2 separate regions of the Zea mays genome follow, and region 1 is linked to region 2. A link is a contact called in public Hi-C data. All regions are on one chromosome and are shown on one strand. The core of a region is the stretch at or near the end of the contact, and the rest is flanking DNA. Distances in the headings are between cores, read along the strand shown. Region 1 holds the start of LOC100194289 (60S ribosomal protein L32-like). Region 2 holds the start of LOC113664105.

Evidence for each region. Hi-C and Micro-C count contacts between places; a contact is called where the count stands out from the background.
Region 1: a Hi-C map of leaf shows a contact between it and region 2, with 7 times the contacts expected there. The contact joins the promoter of LOC100194289 here to the promoter of LOC113664105 in region 2. A contact is called at or near these places in 3 of 25 Hi-C or Micro-C datasets (ear, leaf and tassel) and 1 of 3 datasets of contacts at active chromatin or transcription factors (leaf).

The regions. Positions count from the first base shown.
Region 1 is chr1:196,243,371-196,249,193 of Zm-B73-REFERENCE-NAM-5.0, reverse strand. LOC100194289 (60S ribosomal protein L32-like) reads right to left here and starts at 1,608. Exons shown (of 4, transcript NM_001371640.1): 1 at 1,541-1,608; 2 at 1,329-1,420. The coding sequence starts at 1,418. It also overlaps the pseudogene LOC103645157.
Region 2 is chr1:196,105,523-196,111,639 of Zm-B73-REFERENCE-NAM-5.0, reverse strand. It overlaps LOC113664105, which reads left to right and starts at 3,315. Exons shown (of 3, transcript NM_001367435.1): 1 at 3,315-4,051; 2 at 4,395-4,649; 3 at 4,761-5,231. The coding sequence starts at 3,422. The coding sequence ends at 5,063. LOC103642551 (type II inositol polyphosphate 5-phosphatase 15) reads right to left here. Exons shown (of 11, transcript XM_035964208.1): 11 at 6,072-6,117.

The sequences.
Region 1 (5,823 bases), core at 359-2,858, 140 kb before region 2:
TTTCGAAAGGTGCTGCTAAAAATTTCAGTTGATGCAATCATGGTTCTCTGTACTAGTTGATGACTGATGTACCCAACAGAACTAGAGGATAACAAAATTGTTGCAAAATAATGATAATTCATCATGCACGCCTTGAAAATCCTACGTTTGTTCTGTATTTCTACACACAATTAGATGCCTGCAAAAAATTACTCCGGTCCACAATTTCAAGCAAGTGAAGAATCCATTGCACAAGGCAAAAAACAATGTCGAAGCATGTATCAGAGCCAAAATAAACTTCTTGTGTAGATACAACCCTGGGAGCCAAAATACACTTTAATCCAAACAGAATGAGTGCGTATCTGTAGGTTATTTACGGTTTCAAGCAGTTAATCTAGAAAAAACAAATGTGTATCTTGCTGTCACAAAGCATCAACATGCCGTTCCAGATCTAGGTACGATTAAACCAGGCAGCTAAATAGAAATTTTATCAGGGAAGATCTATGTACAAATAAACCAGCATACGATTTTACAAGCATGGTTATGAAAATGACATTTAAGCGAAGTTAAACGGTAAAATGTATTTATGAGCTGGAGGATGTTTTGACCACATCGCGTAGAACATCCGTGAAACGCGTTTAAACATCTTTGGATGTTTAACTCGTGTTTCGGGCACTTTAGAGTGTAGGAACTCTCAACTCAAAGGCCCAACTCTGTGAGGCACATCAGCTCACAGGTCAAGCCGCTGGCCTCTAGCTCCATTTTCTCGCCTCTCATAGCGCCGCTGGCCTCCACAACCCACATCTCCACCAGGCAGGGTCTACTCCAGCTCCGCCATGAGCTGCACCTCCAGCGCCGCCCGCCTCCCTCCCCCAGCACCAACCCTCATCGCCCACCTCGGGCGCCTGCTGCCGCCCACCTCCCTACTCTAGCACCGCCACCAGAGTGCCTAGATGCATAGACCTATGTGATTGAACTTGATCAACTTCCTTTTATGCTATTTGTTTTGAGAATTGAACTAATGAGTATGAGCATATTTTATCATGGACTTTTGTAGTTTTATGTCAATGTCTGAAAAGACTTTTGAACGTTTAAAGGTTAAAAAGGCGGCTCCTAACATTTTATCGTTTTACTGCTTTAATAAGCATGTTCAGAAGGTAAAAAACCATAGGGATAAATTCTGTATCCATACATCAGGTGTTAAACTAAAGCAACTCAACAAAAGCGCTGCTCTGCAAAATAACGACTTCTATCAAGCGCACAGATCCGGCTGCGAAGAAGGCAGCACGAGGCACACACACACACACACACATACATTCCAGAGATGAGAAGAGGATGAAGCTTCAGACCTTAAGGCACTTATAGCGGTCGAGATGGGGCCTCTTGAACTGCTTGACCCGCTTCTTCACGATCTTCTTTGTCAGCAGCGGCACCGCCATCTCTGCTCCGTCACCGATCACAAACAGGCAACAGCGAACGCGGAGACGTGAGACGGGGAACAAGGAGCGAAGGAACGAGGAAAATAGAGGGAGACTTTCGCCGACGAGGAGGCGGCAGGAACCTTGGATCGGAGCGCGCCAAGAGGAAGGGTGGACGCGAGGCGGCGGAGGAGCGGGATTCGGGGTACCGGGCTAAAACCCTAGCGGACGAACTGCTGGGATGTGGACTGTTGTAACCGAGTCGGATGGCTGGATCGGAGTGGATGGGCTCCTATATTATTGGGCCTTAGTTTGATAAAATGACAAATATACAGAAAAGAAGAGAGTCAGTTGAGTCCTTGGGCTGGGTCTGCTTTAGATGGGCTTCTTTAGGTGGCTAAGCCAGGTCTGGCCCATATTGTGACGTCTCCTTACATTCTTGCTGCTTTTTATGGTGACTAGAACAGGAGGCGCCTATCAACAAAGCGTCAGCTATATTAGCGTATTAGAACATTTTTAATTTCTATCTCCGAGATTCCAAATATTACAATTTGTAGTGTTACACTGATGATGAATTGATAATGGCTAATGAGCAAACACCAGACAACTCTGTCGAAGCCTGATGCTGATGGTTCAATGTTTCAGTAACAGCACATGGCAAAAAAGAAAAGAAAAACTCTTTCTAGATTCCTAGCAGACAAAATTGTTGTCCTTGTTGAACATGGCCAGGTCTAACTCCTGCCAGTTGGTTCGCAGGGTGATGAAAAAGAGGACGTAATTCTGGCAGAGGAGGCTGCATATCTGCCCCATCCACAGCCCCTGGATGACACAGGCATGCATTGTTAATTTGGTACATTAACATTCATTAATTATTTGGTACATGAACATTCATTTATTCAGAATAGAACAGATCATGTACCTTGGTTTGGAAGGCGAGCGTGATCGCGAGCGGCAAGCCGATGACATACGCCACCAGGTTGGTCCACGCCGCCAGGTGCTACCACCCGCAGCCCCTGGCGACGCCGCAGAGCACCCTCTGCGTGGAGTCGAGCACGACGGAGCCGATGAGCAGCAGCGTCATGGAGGCGAAGGCGCTGACCACGGCCTCGCTGGTGGTGAAGAGGCACACCTAGAGGTCGTGGCCGAGGCCCAGGAGCAGCAGGAACGCCACCCCCAGCGTCACGGACAGCGCCAACGACACGGTGAGTGCCTTCCTGGCGTTAGCGATGTTCCGGACTCCCAGCTTGTTGGACACTGAAAGGGAATTAGGCTTACACCTATTTCCTAAATGATTTTGGTGGTTGAATTACCCAACACAAATAAATTGGACTAACTAGTTTGCTCTAGTGTATAAGTTATACAGGTGCCAAAGGTTCACACTTAGCCAATAAAAAGACCAAGAATTGGGTTCAATAAAAAGAGCAAGGGATAACCGAAGGCAGCCCTGGTCTGGCGCACCGGACTGTCCGGTGTGCCACCGGACAGTGTCCGGTGCACCAGGGGACTTCAAGCCAAACTTCGCGCCTTTGGGAATTTTTAGAGGCGCTTCGCTATAATTCACCGGATATGTCCGGTGCACATCGAACAGTGTCCGGTGCTCCAGAGGAAAGCGGCTCTGAACTCGCCAGCTTCGGATTTCCGCTCCGCTATAATTCACCAGACATGTCCGGTGCACACCAGACTGTCCGGTGAGCCAGCGGAGCAACGGATACTTCGCGCCAACTGTCGTCTGCAACGCATTTAATGCGCGCCAGCGCGCGCAGAGGAGCAGAGCACGCGCGGGTGGCACACCGGACAGTCTACAGGACTTGTCCGGTGCACCACCGGACAGCCAGACAGGCCTACAAGTCAGAGCTCCAACGGTCGGAACCCAACGGCCTGGTGACGTGGCTGGCGCACCGGACAGTGTCTGGTGGCACACCGGACTGTCCGGTGCGCCATGCGACAGCAGCCTCCATCAAACGGCTAGTTTGGTGGTTGGGGTTATAAATACCCCCAACCACCCCACATTCAAGTCATCCAAGTTTTCCACCTTCCAACTACTTACAAGAGCTCTAGCATTCAATTCTAGACACACTCAAGAGATCAAATTTGTCGGCGTTTCGAGACCGGGGGGTCCCTAAGCCGACGAGTGAATGTCGCCGCGTGCCCCAGCCCAGATGGGTCGAGCGCGAGGCCGAGCGCGAAGGGGGGAGAGTGAGGCGGCCGGAGACCGGCGTGAGAGAGGTGGGAATCCCGCGGCCTTCATGTTCGTCCCGCGCCCAGGTCGGGTGCGCTTGCAGTAGGGGGTTACAAGCGTCCACGCGGGAGAGGGAGCGAGCAGCCTCACGCGAGCGCCTGTCTCGTCCTCGTCCCCGCGCGGCCAACCCTCTCTAAGAGGGCCCTGGTCCTTCCTTTTATAGGCGTAAGGAGAGGATCTAGGTGTACAATGGGGGGTGTAGCAGAGTGCTACGTGTCTAGCGGAGGAGAGCTAGCGCCCTAAGTACATGCCGTCGTGGCAGCCGGAGAGATTTTGGCACCCAACCGGTGTGATGTCGTGGCCGTCGGAGGAGCGATGGAGCCCGGCGGAGGGACAGCTGTCGGAGCTGTTGAGTCCTTGCTGACGTCCTCCTGCTTCCGTAAGGGGGCTGAGAGCCGCCGTCGTCACAGAGTATGCGGGGCGCCATCCGCGAGCTAGATGGGACGCCGGTCTTGTTCCCCGTGGCCCGAGTCAGCTCGGGGTAGGGTGATGATGGCACCTCCTGTTGACGTGGCCGGTCTGCGCCCTAGATTGGGCGATGTGGAAGCTCCTCCGAAGTCGAGGTCGAGTCTGTCTTCCGTGGCCGACATCGAGTTCGAGCCCCTGGGTCGGGCGAGGCGGAGACCGTCGGCTGAGGCCAGGGCGGAGTCCGAGCCCTGGGGTCGGGCGAAGCGGAGTTCGTCGTCTTCTGGGGCTGAGCCCAAGTCCGAGCCCTGGGTCGGGCGGAGCGGAGTTCGTCGTCTTCTGGGGCTGAGCCCAAGTCCGAGCCCTGGGTCGGGCGGAGCGGAGTTCGTCGTCTTCTGGGGCTGAGCCCGAGTCCGAGCCCTGGGTCGGGCGGAGCGGAGTTCGCCGTCTTCCGGGGCTTAGCCCGAGTCCGAGCCCTGGGTCGGGCGGAGCGGAGTTCGCCGTCTTCCGGGGCTTAGCCCGAGTCCGAGCCCTGGGTCGGGCGAAGCGGAGCTTCCTATGGTGCCTGTGGCCGGGCCTGACTACCTGTCAGTCTCACTCTGTCAAGTGGCACCGCAGTTGGAGCGGCGCAGGCGGCGCTGTCTTTCTGTCAGGCTGGTCAGTGGAGCGGCGAAGTGACGGCGGTCACTTCGGCTCTGCCGGCTGGGAGGCGCGCGTCAGGATAAAGGTGTCAGGCCACCTTTGCATTAAATGCTCCTGCAATTTGGTCGGTCGGCGCGGCGATTTGGTCAGGGTTGCTTCTTGGCGAAGACAGGGCCTCGGGCGAGCCGGAAATATGTTCGCCGCTGGAGGGGGGCCTCGGGCGAGACGGAAATCCTCCGGGGTCGGCTGCCCTTGTCCGAGGATAGGCTCGGGCGAGGCGTGATTGCGTCCTTCGAATGGACCGATCCCTGACTTAATCGCACCCATCAGGCCTTTGCAGCTTTATGCTGATGGGGGTTACCAGCTGAGAATTAGGAGCCTTGAGGGTACCCCTAATTATGGTCCCCGACAGTAGCCCCCGAGCCTCGAAGGGAGTGTTAGCACTCGCTTGGAGGCTTTCGTCGCACTTTTTTTGCAAGGGGACCAGCCTTTCTCGGTTGCGTTTTGTTCCGGTGGGTGCGTGCGAGCGCACCCGCCGGGTGTAGCCCACGAGGCCTCGGAGGAGTGGTTTCACTCCTCCGAGGTCTTAATGCCTCGCGTAATGCTTCGGCTGGTCTGGTCGTTCCCTCATGCGAGCTGGCCGTAGCCCGGGTGTACGGTCGGGTCCCAAGTTCTTGGGCTGGTATGTTGACGCTGTCAACGGTTCGGCCGGAGCCGGGTTTGCGAGAGCAGCCCCCGAGCCTCTGCACAGGGTGAGAGGGCGATCAGGGACAGACTCGACTTTTTTATATACGCCTCTGCGTCGCCTTTCCGCAAGGAGGAGAGGGGGAAAGCGCCATGTTGCCCTCGATGGGCGCCGAACATGGTGTCTCCAGTGAGTTGCAGGCGGGTAATCCGAGTGGACGTCCGTGCCCCGTTCGTTAGGGGTCGGCTAGGGGCCCAGAGGCACGCCCAAAAGTACCTGCGGGTGATCTGCCGGACCCGGTCCCCTGGCGACGGGGTCCGAGGGCTCGATGCCTCCCTCTGATGGGATTCCGTTACAAGATCGTTCCCGCTGGTCTCGGAAATGTCCTAGGGTACCTCGGGAGCGCAGCCCGAGCCTTGGTTATGTATCGAACGTACCCATGGTCATCCCTCGCT
Region 2 (6,117 bases), core at 2,066-4,565:
ACACAAGTGTATAAATATAGTTAAACTTTTTTTTATAAAAATAAAAATAAAAAAAACGGCGGCAGCGACGGGGCAACTCAGCGTTGACGGTTGACCCGTCCGCGAATCCCGACGAATGATGACGAACGCGGTGACCATTACAGCAGCATCCACATGCCAAAATCTACCGAGTCGGGTCCTACTCCTACGAGGGAGGGTATGTACTAGACTAGGGTAGGGTTTTCTTGGATCTGGATTTTAATTGGATGAACCTTGAACCAGCAGGCTATCTAGGAGGGTTTAATTTCTTGGATCTGAACTTGTGGAATGCGCGTGTATGATGATGATGAGCTAGCTCACAGAGCCTCACATGCACGCATGCAGAGAGCAGAATGAAGTAACGTGGTGTACAGGAGGAGATGTGCAGAGATATATGAGCTGATGATTCGATTGGGAAACATCAAACATGTGGTGGTCGTCGTCGTCAGTGGCCGGATCTGCAATTGCGACTTCATTCGCTCGGTCTTTAGACTTGCCGGCCCGGCCGACGGCCGTCAGTGGACCTGGAGGATCGCCAAACCAGTTAAGAACACACGCGGACACGCCCGGCCGGCGCTAGCTATTTCCAGATAGACAGATCGTCCGGAGCTAGCCAGCCGTCTCAAGCGACTGCCGCCGCCGCCGGGCAACAGCACAGCTCCGATGAATCTTTCAAACCGTCGCCGCGGCTGGATTAGTCAATAATCCAAGAACGGCAGAGAAGGCCGGCCGGGCAGTGTAGGTCGAGAAGGAAGAGCCAAAACGGTCACGATTAACTATACTGGGCCCCTGCTGTCATTATACAAGGCAGATATTAAAAGCTCAGATCGAGCGAGGTCCCCGTCTGTCGTATGTATCGTACGTCGTCGTTTAATTATGCATGCATGCGTTTTAGTACGAGAACGTTGTGTGCAAGCGACGACTCAATGACCGATATTATACGTAGTCGCGGAGCCGCTAGATGATGCTGTACACACAGCCATGCATGCATGTGATCATGGCCTCGCCTTCGCGTACGATTTTGGTCATGGCCGTGCGTGCCGGCAAGGCAAGGCAATGCCTTATTCTATGCCTGCTCGTCTTTTGCATTGACAGGGTGTAGTGTTGTAGCCTGTGAGCACATACATCTCTGCTGGGAGCTAGGTAGCTTCGAAGGGTTGCTTCTGAATAAAACATGGAACGAGCTAGTAGCTCACAGAACCATTAGGTTGCTATTGCTAGGTAACGGCGGCTCTCTCTCTCTGTATATAGCATTATATGTATTATCTACCACACCGATGAATCATCGTGGACTGGTTTGAAAAGACAACGTTCTCGCATTGCATTTGCATGGTAGTGTGTGCTGGCCTTCCCTGACACTGATCAAAGGTAGGTGAAAAGTTGGCCGACGAACGATGCTTTCCCGGTGGAAGCTCGCCTGTCTGTCTTTCTGTCTGTCTGTCTTTTTTTTCTTTTTCAGATGGAAAGGATTCCAATCTTGTTGGGTGGTTAGAGGTTTCACGATCAGCTGGCGTTCAAACTTCAAACTCCCTTCCGTGCTACTCCTACTCGCAGATATGCTACATACACACTAGCTGGCATGGCGTGGTTCCCAGCTTTCAGGCTGGCTAGCTCCAGCAGCCAACAGTGCGTGCGTTTTGGTAGGGGCGGCAGCAGTAGACTCTCTTAATTTGCACGCTTTCAACTAAGGCATATATTATTTCCTCTGCTACTATTTTCTCCCAAGGAAAACAAAAACAAAAAACAACAGGCGAACAAGCAGCACGTCCACGGTCAGTGGCTGAGCGTGGTTGAAGGGCAGTCCGAGCGCCGAACCTGTCCTCCTCCAAGGCACGCACGCACGCCAAGGCCATCAACCACGTCCATTTTCTTCAGAGTAGGGGGGTCTTTGGTCAGCAAACTGCTGCTGCACAATGCAACCGAAAAGGTTGACACTGCTTCAGTGGTGGCTCCACCTCCACTGTCCACTCCTCCAATTTGCGAGGCTTCAACCGTCAGCCTGCCTGCCTCTGCCTTGTTTGGTGTGAAAGATTTGGCAGGTTTCTCGCTACTGTACGTCGACATGAAATGGGATCCGTCTCCCTTTCAGTTTCAGCCGTATCTCGCCCATCTGCCAACCTGCGGGCGGATTTTGTTGGTTGGTTCGTTGGTTGGGTCGATCTGTTTGACTCGTTTGGTTAGGTTACCTGTAATTATGGCCACCCCCCCTCAACCAACGAGCACGCCAGGCGAGTAGGCGACCGTATACGCAATGCCGCCGTCACGGTGGCGTCGGTCAGGAGAGGAGGGTGCCCCGTCGCGATCCCTCGCCGGCCGGCTGGACCACCAAAGCGCCGCGCGTCCTTCTCGGGGTCTCAGTCGGGCGCATCGCACGTCTACGGGATCCGCATCCGCCGGCGCCGGCGCCACCACGCGCGCCAGAGCCCGGCCCCCCGGCCGTCGCGTGGCTGTCGTCCATGCATGTCCCTCCTCCTCCCGGCCGGCCGGGCGCCTCTCATGCTTATCCCCGGCGACGTACGTGCGGACGACGGGACCGAGTTTCTGCTCCATGTCGACGACAAACCCGCGTCACGGGAGAACGACAGAAGAGATCGATGTGAAGAGAAGAGGCACGGATTCGGGTCACGTCGATCGGGCCGGCGTGTGTGGACAGACTGCCGTGTCGTAGCCTAGCGTCTGAACCGGGACGCCCGAGCGGCGACGTCGAAGCGCGCGAGCGCGTACACTGGGCGGGCGGCCGTACCCAAGCCAGGTGGTCCATCGCCTTTCGGCACTCGGCCGCCGTCGCTCCCAAAGTTCACAGCTGTGACCAGACCAGCGGGCGGTGGAAGGCTCCGCCGGACCGTGAGATCCTGGGGCGAGAGAGAGAGAGAGGACGCGACGCGCCGACGCCACAGTTGAGTCCATAGACGGTGCACCCCACCGCTGCATGCCAAGACCAGCCACTCCCTGCGGCGCAGGTCACGCTAGTTTGAGACTGCCTCCAGGTCCTCTAAAATGATCCTATACTCTAAATTTAGAAGAAAAAAAATTATATACAACACTCCCGTCTATGCACGTAGATATAAAATACAGATATAGAGAATAAATATAGATTAAGTTGATCCGCACCTTCAGCTGGCATCCACCGCACGTGCTCGGATTCGTTTATCTGCTGCTAAAAGGATACTTCGCTGTCACTGGGACGACCGCGTCAATCTCCGCCCCCACGTGTCCACCGCCATCTGCGGCCTCGTGCCCTCCTCCTCTATTAACCGAGCCCGCCTCCACACCCGGACCACACCCGCACCAGCCTCTTCAGCGCCCTGCGCCCAAGCTCCAGCTCCGATCCGTAACCCAAACAAACGACACCTTGGGCTTGGAGCCTACTGTGCCACCGGCCCGCCCACGAGACCCCGCGGCCATGTCCATCCCGCGGCTCCTCCTCCTCGCCGTCCTCGCCGCCGCCGCTGCGTGCGCGCCCGCGCACGCCGCCGGCGCCGGCGCCTGCGCGGCGGAGAAGTTCTCGGGCAACCGCGCGTTCGCGGCGTGCGCCGACCTGGCCCGCCTGGGCGCGTCGCTGCACTGGTCCTACGACGCCGCGGCGGCGTCCCTGTCCGTGGCGTTCCTGGCGGCCCCGCCTTCCGCGGGCGGCTGGGTCGCCTGGGGCCTCAACCCCAGGGCGCAGAGCATGGACGGCACGCAGGCGCTGGTCGCCGTCCCCAGCTCCGGCGGCGGCGGCGCGTACGAGGTGCAGACCTACAGCATCTCCGGGACCTCGCTCGGCGCCCCGGGCCCGCTCTCCGCCTACCGGACGTCGGGCCTCGCCGCCGAGGTCGGCGGCGACGGCCGCGTCCGCGTGTTCGCGACCCTCGTGCTCCCCAACGGCACGGGCGCCGAGGTCAACCACGTCTGGCAGGTCGGGCCCTACTCCGGCGGGATCCAGATACACGACACCAAGGGCGACAACATGAACGCCAAGGGGACGCTCAACCTTCTAACCGGCGCCACTGCCGCCGCCAGCGGAGGGGGCAGCATCATCAGGAAGAAAAATGTGAGTTGGTCGGTCCCCACTCCCCAGACCCCCACCCTTCGTCTGTTCGCGTTATTAACAAGGCATTCCTTCGTTTCTTCGATTCTGACCCCATCAGGGCAGTTCTTCGATACAGCCAAGACAATCAGCTGGCATATTTTATTCCACAAGATATAAACCCTCTCGCTCTAACAGTAGTGTGCCAGCCATGTGACCTGTGACAAACTGATGAAGAAGTCTCCGTTCCCATTAAGAATGCCATTGTTGTCATCTAGCTACCATCTGTTAACCACCGGTTTCGCTCTGGGCGTACACTGTCCAGTATTTTTCTGGTCTCTTATCAAACCATCCGTTCTTCCTGTAGACTCATGGGATCCTGAATGCGGTGAGCTGGGGGCTTCTGCTGCCCATGGGAGCCATCTTCGCGAGATACCTCAAGACGTTCAGGTCGGCTGACCCGGCGTGGTTCTACCTGCACGTCGCTTGCCAGCTGCTCGGGTACGGCGTCGGGGTGTCCGGCTGGGCGACCGGCATCCATCTCGGAAACCTGTCCAAGGGGATCACCTACTCGCTCCACAGGAACATCGGGATCACAGTCTTCGCTCTCGGCACTCTGCAGGTACTTCATAACTCACACGCTTCACTGTTTTCACCCAGCTGGTGCATGGAAACTCCGACGCCCGCCCCCCGCTGATCTTCTTCTTCTTCTTCTTCTTCCACCGTTCGCTAGATCTTCGCGCTCTTCCTGAGGCCGAAGAAGGACCACAAGTACCGGGTGTACTGGAACGCCTACCACCACTCGGTCGGCTACACCGTCATCGTGCTGGGCGTCGTCAACATCTTCAAGGGCATGGCCATCCTCGACGTGGAGCAGAGGTGGAAGACGGGCTACATCGCCGCCATCTCCGTCCTCGGCGCCGTCGCCGTGGCCCTGGAGGCCGTCACGTGGGGCGTCGTTCTGAGGCGGAGGAAGGAGGAAAGCAAGAGCTACAACGGCACCTCTAACGGCGGCCGCTTGCCGCTGTCTATGTAGCTCGTCGCCATGTATCTCCATCATCTGGAGAGGCAGCAAACAGCCGTGCGACTGGCTGGCGCTGGCGCGCTTCTTTCCCATCGTGTTTTCGTTACACATACATGCATGCTAATCTAGACCGGTAGTAGTTCACATAGTACTTCGTTACATGTATACAGTTTACTTCAAGATTTAGAGAGAGAGAGAGAGAGAGAGAGAGAGAGAGAGCTGATTATGATGACGTGCACCTTTACAGACGATGATGTTCCTGTACATTTATCATGACGTGGAAACTAGCTCCACAAGTCTCACTTTCCATACGGTCGTAGGAACATCCCTTGTGATCTCCTGCCAATTCAAACCTTTTTTTTTGTATTCTTTCAAATTCCAAAAACTTTTCGTCATCTCCAACATTGTTTTGTTTTGTGACCTGGTCATTGGAGGCGAGGCCAGTGGCCTGGGCGCCTGGCCAAACCCAACTATTGTCACCAAAATCGTCACCGCGCTTGGACTGTTCAGTGTACCAGATTTGACCCAACCTAACTGCACACCAGGACTGTTATTGGATGTCAAATCTGCTGAATCTTTTGGCTGCGTGAGCCTGCATGAGTGCATGACCCATTCTCCAACGGGGAGTTGGAAAGTTTGTTTCGCCTGCACTTGGCTCAACTCCTATCCACCTCAAACGCATTAACTCCCATGTGGGTCACCTTCAGCTGGTGTGCTGGTGGGTGGAAACTGGAAAGCCTGGAACTAGAAGCCACCTCAAACTGAGGTGTGTGAAGTGGGAGCAAAGCAAAGCATCGTCCAGCTCGAATCAAACATGGTAGGAATAACAGGCCCAGGCAGGATAGACGGTGCTTTCAGGTTCCCAGCATTCTTAACGAAAAGCCAGTGTTTTGCTGAGCTTGAGCTGAAGTTTGGAATTGTGAGACTGGGAAAGGGAAGGAAGAAAAAGAACACTTTTTTTGGGTATAGGTTCTTCTGCACAAAAGATCACTGCCTCATTAATCCAAGAGAATTGCCCTGTAAGTTAAATGTACTGCCTCTGTGTATAATTCACACTAGCTTGATT